Regions from separate parts of the Mus musculus genome. Here all the other regions are linked to region 1. A link is a contact called in public HiChIP or PLAC-seq and promoter capture Hi-C data. All regions are on one chromosome and are shown on one strand. The core of a region is the stretch at or near the end of the contact, and the rest is flanking DNA. Distances in the headings are between cores, read along the strand shown.

Region 1 (5,066 bases), core at 1,824-4,323:
ATTTCTTAAAACATTCAAATAATCACAGCACCTGCCGCTGTAGTGCAATATGTGAGTTCTGTGGAGAAAGGGAAGGCTGAGAAAGATTTCAGGGTGAAGCTTAAATAGGATTTTTTTTTCTCTTTGCCAAAAAGTCAGCGTCTGCCTGCCCATATCTTTCTGCCCTCCTTGTCTCACACTCTGTCTCTATGTGCAAAAGAAACTGCCCCGAAAGCGTGGTTTTCTCATGTCAACTGTATGTTCAGTTCATTTTACTAAAGTAAAATTTACACTGCCAAATTTCTGCACTACCAAGGATGCTTCCTAAAGTTGTTGTTTTACTCTTTGTGGTGTCTTCTTTTCCCTCTTGTAGCTCAGCAAATTTTATGTTAAAAAAATAATTTAATTGTTGGTAAACCTGTTTGACTTATGGATTTAGTTTTGTCTTGGTTCAAAGTATTCCCTATTAAAAACAAATTTCTCATACAATTATGGAATTCTCACAATCAACTAGCGGGTCTAAATCAAACAGCAAGTTTAGTCAGTAGAATATAATGTGTCCTGGAGGTTGGTTATAGAACTATATATGCTTTATGGTTAAAACTGAGGCACAAAGTCAAAGATACATCAATATCATTGGTTTGAGCGTCTTGAGATGAATGACACGGACAGTAGGGTTTGTTTGTTTTTCCTGCAGTGGCTGAGGTAGACTATGGCGTGTTTGTGGCTCTTATGAGTTATGCTGGTATTATTGCCATTTGGAGCAGGCTCGCTGGGTGTGTTTTAATGACTATATGAGTATTTAAAGAGAATTTGAACAATGAAGTCCATATTCAACTGTTCTATGACCTAGAAGCGTCGTCTTGGACGTCTTTGTCTGGGTACATTGACAAATGTGCATCTGATACATGTGCGTTTACATGTGTGTACAGAGGGTGTGCACAGGCAAGGCTGAGAGGCTGCCTCCGCCTGTCCATCAGCGGACAGAAAGGTCTTTCTCCCTCTTTTCATGACCGGGTGTGTGACAGGTCACTGGCTGGCCAGTTAGCTAAAACCAATAAGAGAGGATAAAGTTGAGAGGAATTTATTTTAATTGCATCATAACAATGAGGTGAAGTCTGGTGTTTCTCAGCATCCGAGATGCTTCATTTGAGCATTTAAAATGTCAGGCCACAAATCTATAAAATATTAGCCCTCCAAAGAAAAAGGCAAATATCGAACGGTTTCTTTTCCTATAAACAAACAAACAAACAAAAAGGAGCTACCAAGCCGAGCAAGTGATGGGAATTCATTAAGCAAAGGATTTGCCACCCTTCGGATCTAGCCAAATCTTTGGTTTGCAAGCCCAGATCCCGGCACCTTGCCACCTCCGCTGCGTACCCCTCTACAAAGAAGGGGAGAGCATTATTCAGTCTTTTGGAATAGTGGGTTCTACATAATGCGCCGGGAGTCCCGGGTGGACCGCGAGCGGCGCATTTAGAGGCATCGCCAAGTTGCGAGAGACTAAGTCTTTGGCTCCATCCTCAACCCCTTGCGGAGCCTTTAAGAGTCGTAGTGTGTGCGCCGCGCGCTAGTCTTGCCGCCAGGGCGGAAACCACTGTGCCCGATGCGGGGCGGCCGGGGTCCGCGCTCCGGGGTCCACCCGGGCCCATCCCCCTCTCTGTGGCCAGGACCGCGCGGCCACCCGTCCCCGCCCCCCTCCGTCCCCGCGCGCCCCGTGCGGCTGTCTCGACGCCGCTCGCGCTAGGACCGGGCTGCTCCCGCTGCCGCCATGGCGGGGCCGCTGCGCTCCGGCCAATGACGACGAGGGGGCGGCGCGCGCGCGCCGGGCCAGGCCAACCCCGGCGGCTGCCTTATAAGGCGCGCCGTCGCCATGGCAACGTGCGCTAAGTTGCAGCAGTCGTGTCAAAGTTCACTATATAGAGAGCTCAGTGAGCTGATCGCGGAGAAGCCACTTCTGCCAGCCCCGGCGCCTATAAATCGCATTCCCTCCCGCGCCCCCCTTTTTAGCATATTTGATCACTTTGATTCTGCTCTTTTCTCTCCGCGGTGTGTGCGTGCGTGCGCGCGTGTGTGTTTTCTTCTCCTCCTCCTCCTCTGCCGGAGTTGCCTCCTTTCTCCGGGTGCCGCGCTGCTCTTCCCTCTTTCATTCTTTCTCTCCGTTTCTCCCCCCTCTGCGCACGAAGGATGCGCTTCTAGGTGCTGATCTGCCCTCCTTTCTCTCTTATCATCTCTCCCCCGCCGCCGGCGAGTTGACTCTTTCCCTATGTGTGTGAGGCGGCGGCGGCAGCAGCAGCAGCAGCAGCAGCAGCAGCGGCTCCACCGGCGGCGGCAGCAGCGGCAGCAGCAGCGACTCCACCGGCGGCGGCGGCGCTAGACGCAGCGGCTCCGGGCCCGACCCGGAGGCTTCGGCGGCGGCGGCGGCGGCCCGGGCGGCCCGCGGAGAGCAACGAGCGGCCTCCGAGAGCGGCGGCGGCGGCGGCGGCGTCCGGAGCGAGCGCGGCGCGCGCCAGGCGCCCGGGGCAGGAGGCGGCGGCGGCCCAGCGCCAGGACGACGCCGCGCAGCGCCGGACGCGGACCACTTTCATGCTGATTCCCCCGGACCCGGGCAGAGCTCCGGCCACTCCGCGGGCCGCCGGCCTCCGCCCCGGCCTGCCTGGCTCCCAGGGCGCGCCCGCGCCCGGCGCCTCCGCTCTCCCAGTCCTCCTGATTTCGATGGCTTTCCTGAATGGCTGACTGTGGGCTGCCCTGGACTTGGCCCCCGGACAGTCGCCTCTCCTTCTCCTTCTCCTCTTCCTCCTCCTCCTCTTCCTCCTCCTCCTTCTCCTCCTCCAACTCCTCCGCTGCACACTAGATCTGAGAGCGAGAGAGTGAACCAGAGAGGGAGAGAGGGAGGGAGAGTGAGAGCGAGCGAGATCTTTAGAGAGATTTTTTTTTTTTTTTTTTTGCCTCCTACTTCTGTCTTGAAGCCAGACAATCGACTTGCAGCTCTCCCTCCCCTCCCTCTCTCCACGTTCTGCTCCCACTCTCTTTCCCCTGTCCCCTTGCCCTCCCCTCTGGACGGAAAGCCCCCCGAAACCAACAAAGCTGAGCCGAGGGAAACAAACAAAACAAACACACCGGGCCAGACAAGCAATCGACAAAACTTTGCAAAAGCAAAAACAAAAAAACAAAAAAGGAAAAACTAACCAACCTCAAATCAACTAGCCCTGAGCCACCCGGGGCGCCCTCCCGCGCCCTCTCGCACCCTCGCACACACAAAAGGCGGCGCGCCGGAGCCCGAGACCCGGGAGCCGCCGCCACCCCGCCGCCGCCCGCAGCCAGGGGAGCAGAAGTCCGGACGCGGCCCCCATAGATATGGCAATGGTAGTCAGCACGTGGCGCGACCCCCAGGACGAGGTGCCCGGCTCTCAGGGCAGCCAGGCCTCGCAGGCGCCGCCCGTGCCGGGCCCGCCGCCTGGCGCCCCGCACACGCCACAGACGCCGGGCCAAGGGGGCCCGGCCAGCACGCCGGCCCAGACAGCGGCTGGCGGCCAGGGCGGCCCTGGCGGCCCGGGCAGCGACAAGCAGCAGCAGCAGCAGCACATCGAGTGCGTGGTGTGCGGGGACAAGTCGAGCGGCAAGCACTACGGCCAGTTCACGTGCGAGGGCTGCAAGAGCTTCTTCAAGCGCAGCGTGCGGAGGAACCTGAGCTACACGTGCCGCGCCAACCGGAACTGTCCCATCGACCAGCACCACCGCAACCAGTGCCAGTACTGCCGCCTCAAAAAGTGCCTCAAAGTGGGCATGAGACGGGAAGGTATCGGCCTCTCATTTCTTCCCCCTTCGCCCGCGGTCCCGGGGCTCTGGGTGCGTTTGGCTAGCCTGCTCTGGGTAAGGACTCAGAAGCCCCGAGCTCTCCCGGTTGCAGTCGGAGGGGATTTGGTACTAGGAACCGGGGAGGGGGGTGGGGGTCTGCACTGCAACCCAGATCAGCCCCCACCCCCATTACAGTCCGCATGCTTTAGTAGACTTTCCTTCTCCACTCTTTCTTCCTCTCCCCCTCTCTCTCTTTCTCCCTCTCCGGACAGCTTTTCCTTTCCTTTGCATTGATTGAGAGTTCATTAGAGTTCACCTTTCTGCAAGGAATGGGTTGTTTGTTGTTGTTTTAAAGTCCCCCCCCTCTCTCTTCCCTTTCTCTCTTTCCTTGTTTTTCCTGCATGTTCAACATATGTCCCTCCTCCTTACCCCTCTCCCCAACCCCCACCTTTTCAGAAAAAAAAAAAAACAACCTGAGATTGTACTTTTGTACAGGAGGTTCAAATTACAAATGGCAATTTTATGCACTTCGCCGTATTAACGCTGCCGCCTGGGCAGAGCTCATGTGACCCCTCCGTGGATTAACATTCTGCTTTAAAAAAATACCTCTTGTTTTCTTTTTTTTTCCTTTCACTTTTGAAACCCTGAGAGCACTGTAGGGAGTAGGAAAGTGTGGGCAAGGGGCCTTTGGCCGCTGCTTTCCCTCTGCGCCAGTTGGGTCTTTGTGATATAAAATTATCCCAGAGCCGGGAACAGTGCTCTACCAATGGCGCGCTCCGCGCCTGGGCGCGGGCTCCGGGTTGGAGCGAGCCAATGCCGGGGTTTCTTTGTGTTTCTGCGAGAGCGACTCTCCCGGTCCTGAGTCAGATAACAGCGGGTGCCTGAGCCTCGCCGGCTTTCTCCGGTCGTCACCGGCCTTGTCTGGGCTCCGCAAGCGCCCCACGTCTGCTCCCAGCCTCTCTCCCGCTTCCTCTCCTCTCTGACGGCCTCACTCTTTCTCTCTCCGCCCTTTTCTCCCTTGTCTCTCCTCCTCCGAGCTGAGCTCAGGGATCAGGCAAAGACGCCAGACCAAGACTCTGTCTCTCGCCGGGGTTTCCTTCCTGGGCTGGGGTTGAGGTTACAAGGTTTGGGGACAGTCGTTCGGAGGTGGCCACAGGCCATCTGGGGTAAACCTTAATGTCTTGTGCAAAAGCGTCTCACCCTCCCCCTACATTCCCGTCTCGTTCCTTCTCCAATCAATAAGAAATATCAGCTATTTAGCAGTTTTTAAAAAGAAAGAAATGAAATGA
Region 2 (5,066 bases), core at 1,316-3,815, 790 kb after region 1:
GGACTGTTACTGAAGTATATAGACTAAGTTATAGACCTCACAAAGGGCAAAAGGGTAGACTTTATGTCTTTTGAATCACGAACATAAGCCACAGCAATGACATGTGAGAAAAGGCTGCTTTCTGTATTCGAGGCTAGTTCCAGAGATCATGGGACTGAATACACAGCCCATTTCTATAATGAATACCAGCAGAAGAAAATAGTAAGTAAAAAGACAGTTTATTTTTTTAAAGACTTTGTCCTGGCTCTGTGTATATTTGTATGTAGATACATTGCTACTAATTTCAGAGACCACAGCACTGAAGGCAGCAGAGGGATTGTATCCCTAAATGCATTCCGATTCTTGCTCAGAACACTCCCTGTCCTTGTACCTTTGCTTGCGGCTCTGCTTTTTACAACTGAAGAAATTGTTCTGGTTCTGGTGTACTTTTTTAAAAGAAATGTCTCATTATTCTTAATGTGCATACATATCTTCTCTTCCAGAAGCAAGCAGGTTGCTTTTGCACTTCATTTCTAAAGACAGCGTTCGCATTTCCTTCCCATTTATCAGCTCCTTCCAAGGTCTGATTTGACCCACACATAATTCTTCCTTTTGTTTTGTACCAATTAAATTTTGAGCTTGCTTTAGGCAGTCCCTTCTTTACCCCCCTTTCCTAGTACCCTAGTACATCCTCCTCTTTCTTTCTTTCTTTCTTTCTTTCTTTCTTTCTTTCTTTCTTTCTTTCTTTCTTCCTTCCTTCCTTCCTTCCTTCCTTCCTCCCTCCCTCCTTCTCTCTCTTTCTCTCTCTCTCTTTCTTTCTTTCTTTCTTTCTTTCTTTCTTTCTTTCTTTCTTTCTTTCTTTCTTTCTTTTTCTTCTCTCTTTCTTTCTTTTTCTTTCTAGCCTTCTTTCTTTCTATCTTTCTATCTTTTTAATGCACATAATGGATGTCTGGATGTCATCTCACTGTGGTACAAACATGTTCCTCTCTCGAGTCTGAAATATTGATACCCAGTGTCAGGTTGCTTGCCACACCAAGAAGTAAGAACCCTCATATTTGGGTGTGCTTTCTCACTTGGAAAATACTGAGAGTCTAGAATTTATTACATTTAAATACCAGCTTAAATGCTTTATTAACTTCCAAAATTATTTATTTATTTTAAAAAGTCAAATCATATGTAATTTCTAATTCAAACTGATCATAATTTCCAATTTTGAAGATGACAAAGTGATTCCTGTTGCTTCACATGGAGACGTGGAAAAGGGTGTTGAATATTAGTCATGTACTTTGGTCTCTGTGTTATCTCTATTGAAGCGTAAGTTCTATATGTAAGGTACCCTATTTCCAAACCTACTTTAGTATATGAAATTATTATGAATTTCTGTTTGTCAGTTGTCTCTTTGGGGGGGTATCATTCATAATCGCTTCCTTTCTGAGCTGCAGAAAGTGACAAGTGTCTGTACTTAAAACATGCTTTTCCACAGTGCACACATGCATCTTTCTATGTCACGTTTATTTTAACCATTGAACCCAATACAAAAATCTTTTCCTGTTTTTCTGCTCCAGGGAAAACCTACTTGTTGGTTGTGGTCCCATTTAAACCTTGGGTCACTTACTTCATCCTCCCAAACTAACTGTATTTCCATCATGGCAAATAGTTCTATCTCCTCTTAGTCACTTTACCCTCTGAACCCTGGAGCCAGCATGTTATATTGCATTTTGATAACAAATGACCATCCTTGAATCCTCTTTAATCATTACTCATAGGATAGAGTCTATTCTGGCCAAGTTTGCTTTCTAATGAAACATTACTTAGACTCTATTTGGGCTACTGGCACTTGTTCAATGAACATTCATTGAGCTCTTCATCAGAAGGTATCAGAGATAAATCTGTGACATCTCTTCCTCCAAAATATATACATATAAAGAAACGGTAAGACTTAGATGTTGTGTTCATGAGTGAGGGCTACAAGAAATATATGAACTGTATACTTGCAAGTTGCCAGGAAATTCCTGTTCAATTTTTATTTGATATGCTACTAAGTGCTGACAAAACTTATGTCCCTTTGGATTCTCTCTCTCTTGCTCTCTCTCTCTCTCTCTCTCTCTCTCTCTCTCTCTCTCTCTCTCTCTCTGTGTGTGTGTGTGTGTGTGTGTGTGTGTGTGTGTGTGTGTGCCTATGTGGCTGTGATTAGGTGGGGCATGTATTTTTTAGACAGGGTTGCTCAGTGGTGTGAATCTTGCCTCTGAGAAAGAAAATCAGTAGGCTAGTTTTCTCTGGCCCACAAGCTTCAGAAATCTTCTGGCTTCTGCCTTGCAGCACTGGAATTATAAGTATGTGGCACCCAGGTACTGGGCAACAGAACACACAACCCCTTTGGGGCAATGGAAACACTTGATTAACTGTTCTATTATCCCAGCCTTATATTTCTTTTTTAATTTTATAATCACACTGAGTTTCGGGAAAAAGTTGAACCGACTCTGATTTCAAAACCTTTGTTCTTCCCACGCTGGTACATCACCCATGAGTCAGTGAATAAAGAGACACTGAAGCCTACCACCCATGAGTCACTCTGTGAAGAGGCTTTGAAACCCACCATGGGCGTACCAGAAGTCACTACAAAGCACAGAGTCCTCCCTGTGATGCTGCCCCTAATGGGCTCTGCCAGGTTATGTGTGCAGCTTGGCTGCCCACTTCAGGCAGAAAATAAACAGTACCTTAGAGTTCTAAATGATGCCGTCCTAGCAACTACCAGATTAAAAATCCATGGCACAGTCTTCTCTTTCTCCTGTAACTGCATGGATGTCACCAGAACAGAAACCACATGTCGCCAGCCAACATGTACTGGCAGAACTTAGTCTTTGCTTCATTAACTAATGTCCTCATGTTCTACATGAGTCATTTGAAACATCTTCAGGACCCCAAATCTCAATGTGCAAAATGAATCTGGAAAATATTTAGTGGAGAATAACAATACGTTTTTAGCCCAGAGTCACGAAAGTAAATCCCAATGTTTACTCTGGGAGTCTCCTTCAAATTATATAGGTTCTTCAGAAAGATATATTTTAGTATGTCTTTTGTGGGATCAAACGCGTTTTGTGGATGAAATTCAGCAATCCCTGGGAAGGGTGGTAGGCATCAGCAGGGAGAGGGTTAACCAAATGTGCCCCCAGAGCTATCCAGAATTTTCAACTAAGAGGTTGTTCAGTCTGCTGTGAACCCCAATTAAAAATAAAACCCCTAGCTGGGCAAGCCCACCCCATCCTTAGGATAAACAAGATTTGATTCACTGCAATCACACTGTACTAACAGTGTTGTAGAGTAATACAGTATATATGCCTCCTCTGGGGAGGCACAAAAGAGGCGGCTTCATTATCATCTAGCCAGAAGGATGGGGCATAGTTAACACCTTTCTGGGTGGGCTGAAATTAATGACCCTCCCCCCCCACACTATTGCCTACCTCCAAGCCCCTTTATAAATGACTATACAACACAGTAGTTGGTATTCAGATCACAAGAGAGGGCATTTAGCCAAAGCATTTGTCTACAGGGTTTGATCTCTTTTTAATTTTATTCAGATTTACAACTGTGTTATTCTGTGAGATAACTGGACCCTGTCTTTCGTCGACCAGAGCCTTCCCTACTCAAATCTGAACATCTGAAGTTAATACTAATTTTCGAGATTGGATGCAATGTTTTTTCCCTAAGTGTTTTTGCAGGCAGTTTTCCCATAGCTACAGTGAACCCGGGCTCTGCCAGGCCGTGTGTGCAGCTTGCCTGCCCACTTCAAGCAGAAAGAGTGGGCTTTGGGGACAAAAAACACTGGACTTGTAAATGTGTCACAGAAGGTTTAAAATTCGCAGATGGTCAAATGCATGGGGAATTCAGCTCTCTTTGGACAAGGAGAGAAGTATGCCATGGCTAATAAAGATGCTTGAACTTAAAGTTGCATTTTCTTCTTTACATGTATGTAGATGCCCATGTATGTACAAACATTTAAATAAACACATTTTATATATTTCTATATGTAACTATGTATGTAGTATTTGATAGCGCTTTCTCCTTAACTTATGGATTCCACCATTCATAAATTAATGACTGTGAGTAAAGGCCTGGTGATGTCATGTCACAGGTGCTAAATGCCAAGATTAGATCATGTGACAGTCTTGAGACAAGGAGACTATAAGCAGTGCTTTATATTTGAGGAAAGTGATGAATTCAAAGCTCGGGATGATGAGAGCAAATTCCCAAGCTGCCCCTTCTTTATTGCTAAACTGGGGAGCATCTCTGTTGGTCCTTCTGCTGGTTTTGGTGGTCCTCTGCCCTTTACAGATCTTCCACTTCTGTTTCCTGGAGTCACAGTCTGCTGACAAGGAGTCTGATTGTTCCTTTCTCCTGCTCTTTCTCTTGACTGGCATTGTGGTTGGCAGGCTTAGGTGTCACTGGGTCCAGTTGCTATTCTGTGTGCTAGTCACCTGAGGTTTCAAACCTCTTCCGACCATCTTTGTACTTGTAAAACTGGAGATGACATGGGGACCCATGTAATGAGGAATCTCTGAGGACAAAGGAATCCCTGAAATGGGCTTGGACTATAGTGTTCTCCAGGTAAATCATGCGCTCTCCACATGTGGGGGTTTCTGTGGATTCTTGTTTTGTTCTCTGTATGCCTATCAGGTGCAACCTTCTTTGAGCACTGATTCATGGGTTGTTCACTGAGTATGTACTAGACACAGCACATAAAGGAAGAGTCTATCATTGCTATTCAGGATGCAAGTTGATTTAGACACCTATCTGTAAAGGAGCCATATTATGCTGAAATGAACTCACTAACCTAAAACTCAATCATTGTCCAGTCTTTTCACTCTTGGGGTCCACAGAAGTCATCTGAATAAAACTACCAAAAGCTGGAAGGAATATCCACTTTAAGACAAGAGGTGGACGCAAAAATGCAATGAATATATATATAACATATGAGGAAGGAAGGAAGGAAGAAAGGAAGGAAGGAAGGAAGGAAGGAAGGAAGGAAGGAAGGAAGGAAGGAAGGAAAAGAGGGCTAGAGATCGAGTTAGGTGAAATTGATAACACCT
Region 3 (5,066 bases), core at 927-3,426, 760 kb before region 1:
GAGTCCTGGGTCATAACCTCCTTTATGACAAAAACAGATTTTTATACTTTTGCCTGACTTCCCTCATCACTAGAAGTGAAACCAACCACCTTTGCCTAGAGCTGAACACTCACCCCTCATCCACCTTGCCATGGCAAAGAGGAAAGATCTGGGACAACTAGGGAATGTTTGAATGTGGGGTGTGTGTGTGTGTGTGGTGTGCAGGAATGCATGCCACAGCAGGCATGTAGAGTTCAGAAGACATCTTGGTAGACTCGGATTCCTCTCTCCACATTTCATATCGGAGTCCTTAAAAATAAATAAATAAATAAATAAATAAATAAATAAAACAAAACAAACAGATATAGAAACTTGACATCCCCCAAAGAAGAGAGATAAAACTGTAACTCGTCTCCCAACCTGAAGAAATTACAGGGACATGTACACACAAACACAGTATCCCTTGGAACTTAGCACACCTCCCCACAAAGGGCAGAAGGCAGCTCTGAATTGCAGATGCCACTTTGAATGGAAGCTTCATATGGTCTCCGTGGGAGTCTGTAAAACCCAGCACTCTCCTCTGTGGGAGTTCTTCACTCTTAGCGTGATGGCTCTGTATTTAATTACACTGTATATTTTGTTCTTTAGTACTGCCATCCTGAATGACAGAGATTCTGGAACGGGAAGAGATAGGAGCCACTTTCTAGCCCCACTGATAAGGGCTATCCTCAACAGCCACACCACGGGCACACACAGAAACACCCCCTCTACATTATTTATCTGGAATGTTCACTTTGAATTATAGTACCGAAGGGGGAGAAATACTCATTTAATGAAGAGAGAGTTTGGTCCAGTTTAAAAGCCATAATTTTGTATGCATGTCAGAAAAAACACATAATCTGGACAATAAATTCACCCAGCCAGACTGAGGGCCCACGTGCCACTGGGATCTGTTTTTCTTTTTAACATAATGAGGCGACATCCCTTTCCTTGGAGAGGAGAGTTCAATAGTTTAATTTTTGTTAACTGAGATCCCTTGTACGAAGGTAAATTGCATTGCCGTGTCTATTACTATCTCTGTTAATTGTCAAGCAATCAGAGTTGATGCACTCATCCAAGACAGCGGAGAATTTCCCATAATGCTACAAGAGAGAGCCTGACAAAGCACAATAATCTTTAGTTTATTGATGTGCTACCAGGCTGTTGGAAGCAGCACAACAGTAATGTGCTTTGGTTGGGAAATTGGGGTCTAGGGAGAAATATTAGGAGTTAAAGAGAGAACATCAGTCCTTCCTGAAAAAAAAATATATTAGGAGTTAAAAGGGGGGAAATGTTTGTGGTGGGATTTTAGATTTTATGAAAAAAAAAAACCCCACAACAACTGAGATCTTGAATTCTGAGAGATAACACTTCTCGGGTGGATAGATGAACTTTAGACCAGTGGCCGAAGGAGACTTTGTGTGTGTGTGTGTGTGTGTGTGTGTGTGTGTGTGTGTGTGTATGTGTGTAGGGGAGTCTGATACTGTATTAGAAATAACACACAAAAAATAGAAATGCCAAGCTTCCAAAACACACACACACACACACAGAGACAGAGACAGAGACAGAGACAGAGATAGAGAGATGCAGAGAGATTGAGAGACTGGGAGAAGAGACCAATGAACTCATGAAAACTCTCACAGCATGATTTAAAGGGAAAAATTGCATAACTGTGGTAGTTATACTGAACAGATCTAAATGTGGCTTGGAGGGTTAAAAATAAAGGGTCCAGGATGCTCATTCAATCTTCTTCAAAACTGTAAATCCAAACAGTGGGGAAAGCTAACCTGCTTTGAGCCCTGAGGACATTGACGACCTGTATGATATCATTCTGGAGGCTGGTTTTGTCTCATCAGATACCTTCCCTCTCTACCCTGTACTTTTCCAGCTTTGGAATTTGATAAGGCATCCAGCCTCAGACTTGTCATGTGGACCCCCCCCCCATACCCCCCACTCCACCCCTCAGAACTTGAAGCCACAAGTCTTGGGGACAGTGCTCTCACTGTGAAGCTGAAAGCCATGATGCTGACATCCAAGTGCCTCCTTCAAAGTCCTTGTAGGATGTACGTTTCTATTTTAAACGCTCGGCTGTGCCCATGCTGACCTTAGGAATCAAGTTCCGAGCCAGTTTATCATTTACCACAGATTGTGAGTTTCTAATTGCCCAAGCAGCTGACACCTTTGCTTGCCGAGAGCTCCCACAGAAGCCAGCCAATCACACTCGAACTGATTTTACAGTCAGAGGAGATCATGAAGAAACCATCTCCCACACATAAGAGGGAATGTAGCTTCACACCGTCCCAAACACAAGCTATGTTAAAGACAGAAAAAAGATAATGCATTTCTTTACAGACAGTGTGCTATTGTTTTGTTTGTTTTCTTAACAAAAAGGAATGAAAATAAATTGGATGGCGTATAACTCTTGGAAGGCGCACGAGAGGTAGGAGGTATATGTGAAAGAAGTAGTGTGTGTGAAGAGAAAGACAGAGACAGAGACAAAGACAGAGAGAGTGAAGAGAAGAGGAGAGATTGTGAACCTGTACCTTGCAATAAAGGATGGCAAGGTGATAAATGAGTGCTCTCTGCTGAAATTGATGACTTTGTGTTCCCATCCAGTTCACACAGCCGCCACCCAGATGCTCTGAAACACCTTAAAGACACAAGGCAGAGCATCTCAGGTGGGCTCCCAGGCAAAGTCCCCCTCCATCACCCAGGCCTACCGAAAAACACTGTTGCCTGTGTTCCAGATACCAGGGAAAGGGCCATGCAAAACCTCTCCAGCTCCTTCCTTACACAAGAGGTCTTTTTTTCCCTATTTCAGAAGTCTCTTAGACAATCCTAGGAGCTAAACTGGCAAATGTTAAGTGATTTTGTCCTCTTAGTCCTCAAGCCTCTCTGTCTGAAGGTCTCTGGAGAAAAGACACGTGCAACAGAATGACGAGGCTGCATGAAGCCATCTAGAGGCATCTGTATACATGCCTCCCCAGCAATACGGAGCATAATCATCAAGGGCTTTGCCGTAATTGTAGCTTAAATGAAACTTCCCAAGTTACTCACAGGATTCGAAAGGACAAGCTGACAATATGCCTAATAAAAGCACCTCTGCATGAGGTGGAGGCATTCCAGTTAGACATTCGGTTTGACGTGATAGCAGATATTCCCTGATACTCAAATCCCTGGTGGGATGTCGATAATCAAGGGACTACAACCAACCCTGTAGGAGAAAACGATCAGATGTGGTTGGCACTTTCAGGAATTTTAAATAATTAAATTATCTGTAAATGACTTTCCTTCTCAGGAAATATTAATGTTTGTGTCAAATAAGAACCTTTGAACACCCAGTCCCAATGGGAGGGATTACCAAATATGCCCCTTGGGGCCTAGAGAAGAGATGTGGCAAGACTTTAAGAGCCCCAGAGAATGAAGGATACCAAGCCTACATGCACAGGGCTGCACCGGTAGATTCTCAGTGCTAAGAGGAGAAGTGGACACATGCTCCCATCCCTAACCCAGACGTTATTTCTAATTGATAACCACTCAAAATAAACAGCAGCATCAAAAAAGAGTTTTCTCTAAGTGAGTACCATTGTGTATTTAAGCCACTCTTTGGGGCAGGCTCTGAGTCCAGCAGTAGGTGGCAAACAGAAACAGAATTCAATGGCATTTTTGGAAATTCTTTGTCTTACAGTGGTTTGCTAGAAATATCCTTTTCTTCATGGATCTTTTCTGCAGGGAATGCTTTCTTACTTTGTGTTTTTAAGGAATTTCTGAGTGTGTCTGCATCTATACATGCTTCTTGTGCCTTTTCTTTGGCTCCTTTTTGTCTATTTGTTTTGTTCTACACCAGTTTGTTTGGTTTTTTTTTCTCTCTCATTCTATTGTGTTATTTTTTTAGATGATTGTTTTCTAGTGAGGGAGCGAAAAAAGGGTGTGGATTTGGATGACAGGAGAGACTAGGAGGATCTCAGAGGAGCTGAGGGAGGGGAAACTAATTAGAATATATTGTATAAAAATCTATTTTCCATAAAAAAAGAAAAATATATTTAATCTTTTAAAAAATAAAATGTACCACTTGAAAATTTTTTATTTCATTCCTTAATTTAAAATTTTTTTTATAAAGAAAAGACTAGGGATTTATGGAGATATTTTTAAAAGATATTTTAATACAAGTTTAAGCAGGAGAGTTAGGAGGGAGGAAAGTGCTTAGAAGAAATGTAGATGTACCCAAATGTGGGTACGAGACCACTGGAACAGTTAAAACGATATTTTGTCACATAAGAAGCCCATGGCTCTCAAAAGAAACTCATATGTCCCCTTGCCCAGTATTGAAAGGGCCCCTCTCGCAGATTTGATCCTCCCCGTGCTGGAAGCAACACTGTTGTATCTATGCTAATGATGTCTACAGGAACTTATACCTAGAAATGTAGGCATTGCTCAAAGAAAATTAGAAGGCATGTGGCATCACCCAAGACACTGTTTACTTACAACCTAGTTCTAGCTAGTCTCTTAGTTAATATGGCAACTTTATTCTTTGCCTACCCCTTCCCTGTGAATGAAGGAAATCGCCACTTGGCCACTTGTCTTTACTGTTAAAGAACCACATTATTTATGCCTTCTAAAGGAGGCAGTCACTCAGTTTAAAAGTCCTCCTGCAACAGAGCTTCCTAAAATTCATTTGACCTGAGTTCCTATGCCAGAGCTTTAAGGAACTACATAAAAGCAAACAGTAGCCCAGACAGTGTTATATATTTTGTGATTCTGAACAGCGTCTCTGACATTGGCTTAGTCAGTCTTCGAAAGGTGAGGCTACTAGTGTACTCCTTATTTCAGGATGTGTGATGGAAATGATTGTCCCAAGATTGCTGGGGACCTAATCACGTACAGCTAAAGCTACAACAGTGTACTCTGTTCCTCCAAGAGTAGAGACAGTGATGTGATGGGCCACTCCAGTATCACATTCTCTTTGCTCACTGGGAAGTTTAAAGTCATGTGGACTCAGCCAACCCTGAAGCACCTCCTAGGGACATTACAAAACCTCAGTCCCTATC
Region 4 (5,066 bases), core at 1,658-4,157, 570 kb before region 1:
CAGAAGTTATCCTTCTCTACATCCATACATTCTCTCTTGCTTATAACTAGACATTTCCTCATTGAATTTCTCTGTGAATACGGATGGAGTTCCTCATCTTTCACACCCCAGGTATCCAGTAAACAATATATATGCCTAACATTTATGAGTTCAGGGTTCAAATGACTTTAGGGTTAGATAAGTTTTCCTGGATTGTGACCATCATAATAGAGACATCGTTCTGCAACACACATAGAGAATAAAAATTGACATCTTTCAGACTGCTTAGAAGTGAGCCCATCCAATCCCACTTTTATGAAAGAGTCGTCCTTTTGAAAGTATCTCCAAACAGAAGCAATAATATAAGATCTGGTTTTTAAAAAATCAATAGTATTCACAAAGTCCACTGTAGATCTCTGAGGAGCTGCAACACTCTGCAAGTCAATGCACACCAAGCTGGACAGGATTAATATTCAATTGGGCACATATACTAAAAAAATATTAGATCAGTCAACTAAAGACATCCAGAATACAGAAAGTTGAATTAAGTCCAAATCCCCACTAGAATCATAAGGTAAGTTTGTTTTGGAAGTGGAAGATCTAAAGACAAGGGAGTTATTTCCCAACTGTTGAGCATTAAATGACTTGCATTGGCCAGGCTGGCTTGCTGCTCTAGTTAATTTGTTCCTATTTAAAAAAAAAAAAAAGTTTGTGTGTGTGTGTGTGTGTGTGTGTGTGTGTGTGTGTGTGTGTGTGTGAGAGAGAGAGAGAGAGAGAGAGAGAGAGAGGTGGTCTGTACATATGAGTCAACGGCCCATGAAAGCCGGAAGAGGGTGTTGATTCCCTTGAAGCTGTAGTTTTGGGTGATTGTGAACTGTCTGATACAGGTGCTGGGAACCAAACTCAAGTTCTCTGCAAGAGTAGTGTGTTATCTTAACTATTGAGACAACTCTCTAGAACCCTGCCCTTTTTTGTTTTGGTTCTGTTTTGTTTTTTTGGTTTTTGTTTTTTTTTTTTTTTCTAAAAGCTCTCTAAAATATCTGAATAATATATTACTTAAAACTACCTGCTGAAAAAATAAAAAATATGAAAAATTAAGTAAATTTAGAGGGAAGAAAAAAAGGTTTCTTTTGAATAAACAACATTAAGACATATCTTATTTCTGAATAGATATATAGCAGAATATAACAGAATATATTTCTGAAATGTTAGGAAGAAATTGCTGCCCATGAGAATGACATGACCACTAAAATCTGTCCCTTAGAAGTATAGGATGGTGGTGTGTGCCTTTAATCCCAGCACTTGGGAGGCAGAGACAGGAGTATTTCTGTTAATTTGAGGCCATCCCGATCCACATAATAAGTTCCAGGAAAACCAATATTGTATAGAGAAATACCCTGTCTCAAAATGAACAAAGGATGAAATAGTAGCAATTATGAGGCATTAATTTCTTAATTAGTTAATCAATAATATCTTCTTTCCTCTGATAAACAGAGAGCAAAAAGTGATTTTACTCCAAATAAAAACACAACAATGTGAAATGTAAGATCAAAAATCCATAAAGAGCTGAAATGCTTAGCTATAAAAACTAATATTAACTTCAAGAATCCTGTTCCTGGTCTAGAATAGAGACTATATAGGCATCATTAGAAAGTTTACAAATAAAGATACAGTATTACGATGAAGTCGGATATATCATGAGCAGCAATAAAAATTGTCTAAATTGTCAGATACAGAAACCTCTGCTGGAAAGTATTTAAAAGTAAACCAATCATGAAAGAGATAAATATGCTGTGAAATTACAACCCACTGTAATACTGTTTAGTAATTAAAATAAACAAACTGGAACTACACACACAGAAGGATCAAAGGAAGACAGAACTAAAAACAAGTAAATATAAATGCAACTACATTGGTGTAACATAAAAAAGTTAAACTTTCTTCATAGGATAGTTGCTTAGGAGACAAAAGGCAAGCATGCTGTAAGTTACAGGCAGAGTTATAGAAGAAGGGAATTGGGCAGGAAGCATAGTTCCCGGTTGTTTCAATAAAGTGGTTGTGACAACTTTAATGGAGAGTGCAGAACACCAGGAAGGGGCATATTGCTGCTTTATCAGACTTTCCACACTAATGTCACATAGAGCTCACACTAAGTCACTTCCATAAGTGCTGGGCTCACAGAAGTTAGGTGTAGATTATCAAACTGGATGTCTAAGCTGCAAATGTGAGCCTGGCATTTGAAGAGTCTGTATTTTAGACCTGGACATAGAAACTTGAGATGGTGTACCAGAGGACCCCCAGGAATCCAAACACCCCAGAATCAACACAGGATGAACTACTGTTTCAAGTTAACTTTAAAGAAGAGAGAAATAAGGGAAAAGGGGAATGATGAAGGGAGGGAAGGAGGGGAGAGGGGGAGGGAGAGTGGATGCAGAGGCAGATAAATTAAGAAATGGAATATAACTGAGCATAAATTTATCTCAAATACCCACTGTAAATTTTATACTTTTAAAGAAATCTTCATTTGACTAAACCTGGACATAATCAACTCATCTGAAATACCTATTGGTGACTTTAATGCTTTATTCTTTTAAAGGCTCTCCCTTCGTCTCAATACAAAGACTCCAAGGGTGAAAGTAAATGGAATTTCTGCAAACAATTCAAGAAATTCTCTTCTTTTTCCTTTTTTTTTTTAATTCCCTTACAGACCTCTTTTCTTAGAATCACAGACATATAATTCTATATTCTATCATCCCAAAGAGCCACCCCTCCCTTCTCTGTTACCAGACAGCAAATGGAAACAGCTCTCTGGTAAGGCTAGATAAACTTTTTTAAAATATAAAGAAGCAGACAGCATCAGGGGTCAAGCGGGGTCGCAGCCAGCCCTCCCAGCCATGTGTTCCCTCCGCAGAGAGATTAGGGCCTCGTTTGGCCAAGGGGCAGCAGAGGGCACTCCAGGCCAGAACAGGTTAAGTTGTGGTCACTTTATCTCTTATTGTTGACGCAAAGTCCTGAGGCCATGGCCCAGGGTTTTCCTGCAGAAATGTGTTTACAAGCAGGTCAAGGACTTGCAGAGAGATAGCCATTAGCAAAACAACTTTTCTATTGACAGCAGCGAAGAAAGGTGTGTTTGCAGATGAATTATCACTTGCTTCTTAAAGTGGGAGAGAAAAGCTCTTTCAAACCCTAAATCCTGCCTTCCTCATCCACTATGGGAATTTCCCAGGAGCCAAGGCTTCTCTCTTTGTGAACAGCCACTTGCCATTTTGGCCACTGCGGGACAGATCTTCGTGATGACATTTTCTTCCCCATTGCCAGTTGTCTACTTAGTCCTTACTCGGATGAAGAAATCATTTCATTCCAAAGTTAGAAAGAATCGAGAACCGTCAAAAGAGGGCGGGGTTAGCTGGGAATATTTTAGGAAGGTCCTCTGGCTGTAAAAGTGAATTCTCTAAATAAATAATCTGTATTAATTTCATAATTTAAAAATCAGCCATGCTCTCAAGGCTACAGATATTTTAGGTGAATCCAACTTTTGTGAACTCTTGAGACGGGGAAGGGGAGGGGGAATGGTTGGAGTCCAAGGAGAAGAGGGGAAAAAAGAAAAAAAAGAATCAACAAACAAGCAAAAACTTAAGTAAAAGCAAACAACAATTAAAGAAAACCAGTGATACAAGGTTATCAGAAACAAACAAACAAACAAAATAACAAATGTCTGTGTTTAAGGCTTTCAACGCCAAAGCGGACCAGCTTGAGAAAGTGATGTCACTGGCCTGGAAGCTAAGGGAAATTAGCCTCTCTGCGCATGTCTAGTCTTATGCTAAAGAAGGGCGCTAGTGTTTCCACTAACTGAGAAGTCTGAACTTGGGAATCTGCACTTGGGTATATGAGCTGTCTCGTTAGAAAGATACTTCTCAATTAGTTTCCTTTTCATCCCCTCTTTCTTTCGGCTTCCAGCCTTCTGTCGCACACCCACACAGACGCACAGAGTCCCGCACTTGCGAAGGGTCAGAAAGGTTCCTGGCCGTTTCTCTCCATAGAAACCCTGACAATGTGGCATGTGCAGTCTCGACAATGACATGCCACTCAAAATCCCCCCCTTCAGATTGTCCCTCCTTTTAAAGGAGACAGCCAACGTGAATGAAACACTTTTTCCCCTTGGGTATGTCTGACTTGCTTTCATTAACCCAGATACAAAGTGCCACTCAGAGGGTTCGGACAGTAGAATTCTTTCTTCTCTCAACTAGCAATTCATTTGACCCTCAAGAATAGTATTAACGCTCTATGGCTTTCTATGTTTCTTATTTGTTTTATGCTCTCTCTGCTCTGTGAAGCATGCTTATAAAAATGTTGCCCTGTACCATAAAGACTTCACAGTAAAAGGACGTTCTGAGCAGTTTCATCTTTAACGTGCGTCTGTCACTCAAATTGGAAAACTTTATGCGGATTCCTTTCCAAGCTGTTAAAGATTAGCTTGATGCAGATAAGGCTATTCCCCAAACTCATTATCTATCTTCCAAATGCACCTTAAGGACTCCCTAATAAAGTCAAGGTTACATGAAGAGTATTTTACTGAAAATCAGCAAAAGACTGTTAATAAATCCGTGTTACAGGCAGGCTATTTTGTCCCTGCCTCTCATCCTTAAAGAGATGATCTTTCCTTTTTTATTAGTTTCTTTAAACAATAAGACCCCTTCTTAGCCATACATCACCAATTAATCAGCCTTCATAGAGAATGGAAATAGATTAAAAAAAAAAAAAAAACTATGCCTGTTTGTCAGTAAATTCAGGCCATGCTGTATACATTACACAAAAGTCTTTGATCTTTAGATTACCCTCAAACAAAAACTCTTCTGCAACCTGTTTCTATTAGTCCTGGGGTGCTAAACACACACACACACACACACACACACACACACACACACACACACACACACACACCTTTTCCTCAGAAACATAGCTCCCAGCTATGATAGCTTTAATTTTGTTCAAACAAAATTCCAGCCCGTATAATCCTTGTAGCAAACACTTCCCCAGGCCTTAAGCAAAAGACTACAACTCTGTTTCTCGTTCACTGCCACACACAG

What was found. Promoter capture Hi-C pulls out the DNA fragments that hold promoters and counts their contacts. HiChIP or PLAC-seq counts read pairs in DNA pulled down with a chosen protein or histone mark.
Region 2: a contact with region 1 is called in a CTCF HiChIP or PLAC-seq map of the NIH/3T3 cell line, with 7 read pairs. The contact joins the enhancer-like site here to the promoter of Nr2f2 in region 1. A contact is called at or near these places in 3 of 39 promoter capture datasets (the 3T3-L1 cell line, hippocampal neurons and liver), 2 of 15 datasets of contacts at CTCF or cohesin (both in the NIH/3T3 cell line), 2 of 484 Hi-C or Micro-C datasets (the MC38 cell line and muscle stem cells) and 14 of 115 datasets of contacts at active chromatin or transcription factors (the NIH/3T3 cell line, the SCID.adh cell line, astrocytes and 11 more).
Region 3: a promoter capture Hi-C map of liver shows a contact between it and region 1, with 5 times the contacts expected there. The contact joins the enhancer-like site here to the promoter of Nr2f2 in region 1. A contact is called at or near these places in 5 of 39 promoter capture datasets (cranial neural crest, embryonic stem cells, hippocampal neurons and 2 more), 3 of 484 Hi-C or Micro-C datasets (liver, muscle stem cells and nephron progenitors), 14 of 115 datasets of contacts at active chromatin or transcription factors (the NIH/3T3 cell line, VIP interneurons, cardiomyocytes and 10 more) and 2 of 9 other capture datasets (embryonic stem cells and liver).
Region 4: a promoter capture Hi-C map of liver shows a contact between it and region 1, with 5 times the contacts expected there. The contact joins the enhancer-like site here to the promoter of Nr2f2 in region 1. A contact is called at or near these places in 9 of 39 promoter capture datasets (the 3T3-L1 cell line, cranial neural crest, embryonic stem cells and 4 more), 9 of 484 Hi-C or Micro-C datasets (cerebellum, embryonic fibroblasts, embryonic stem cells and 4 more), 17 of 115 datasets of contacts at active chromatin or transcription factors (the NIH/3T3 cell line, the SCID.adh cell line, astrocytes and 11 more) and 2 of 9 other capture datasets (embryonic stem cells and liver).

What each region holds. Positions count from the first base shown.
Region 1 is chr7:70,358,600-70,363,665 of GRCm38.p6, reverse strand. It overlaps Nr2f2 (nuclear receptor subfamily 2, group F, member 2), which reads left to right and starts at 3,073. Exons shown (of 3, transcript NM_009697.3): 1 at 3,073-3,778. The coding sequence starts at 3,337.
Region 2 is chr7:69,571,505-69,576,570 of GRCm38.p6, reverse strand. No RefSeq gene overlaps it. Among named protein-coding and RNA genes, the nearest start is that of Gm23815, 75 kb to the right of the region's middle. Within about 2 kb of position 2,565, at least 15 of the 459 cell types and tissues checked have an H3K27ac peak or open chromatin away from gene starts, as enhancers often do. A contact at or near this core is called in the NIH/3T3 cell line, embryonic brain and muscle stem cells, where this site is marked.
Region 3 is chr7:71,117,226-71,122,291 of GRCm38.p6, reverse strand. It overlaps Gm39033 (a long non-coding RNA gene), which reads right to left. Exons shown (of 3, transcript XR_882210.1): 2 at 114-288. Among named protein-coding and RNA genes, the nearest start is that of Gm36011, 3.2 kb to the right of the region's middle. Within about 2 kb of position 2,176, at least 3 of the 459 cell types and tissues checked have an H3K27ac peak or open chromatin away from gene starts, as enhancers often do. A contact at or near this core is called in liver, where this site is marked.
Region 4 is chr7:70,928,997-70,934,062 of GRCm38.p6, reverse strand. No RefSeq gene overlaps it. Among named protein-coding and RNA genes, the nearest start is that of Gm42397, 26 kb to the left of the region's middle. Within about 2 kb of position 2,907, at least 17 of the 459 cell types and tissues checked have an H3K27ac peak or open chromatin away from gene starts, as enhancers often do. A contact at or near this core is called in liver, where this site is marked.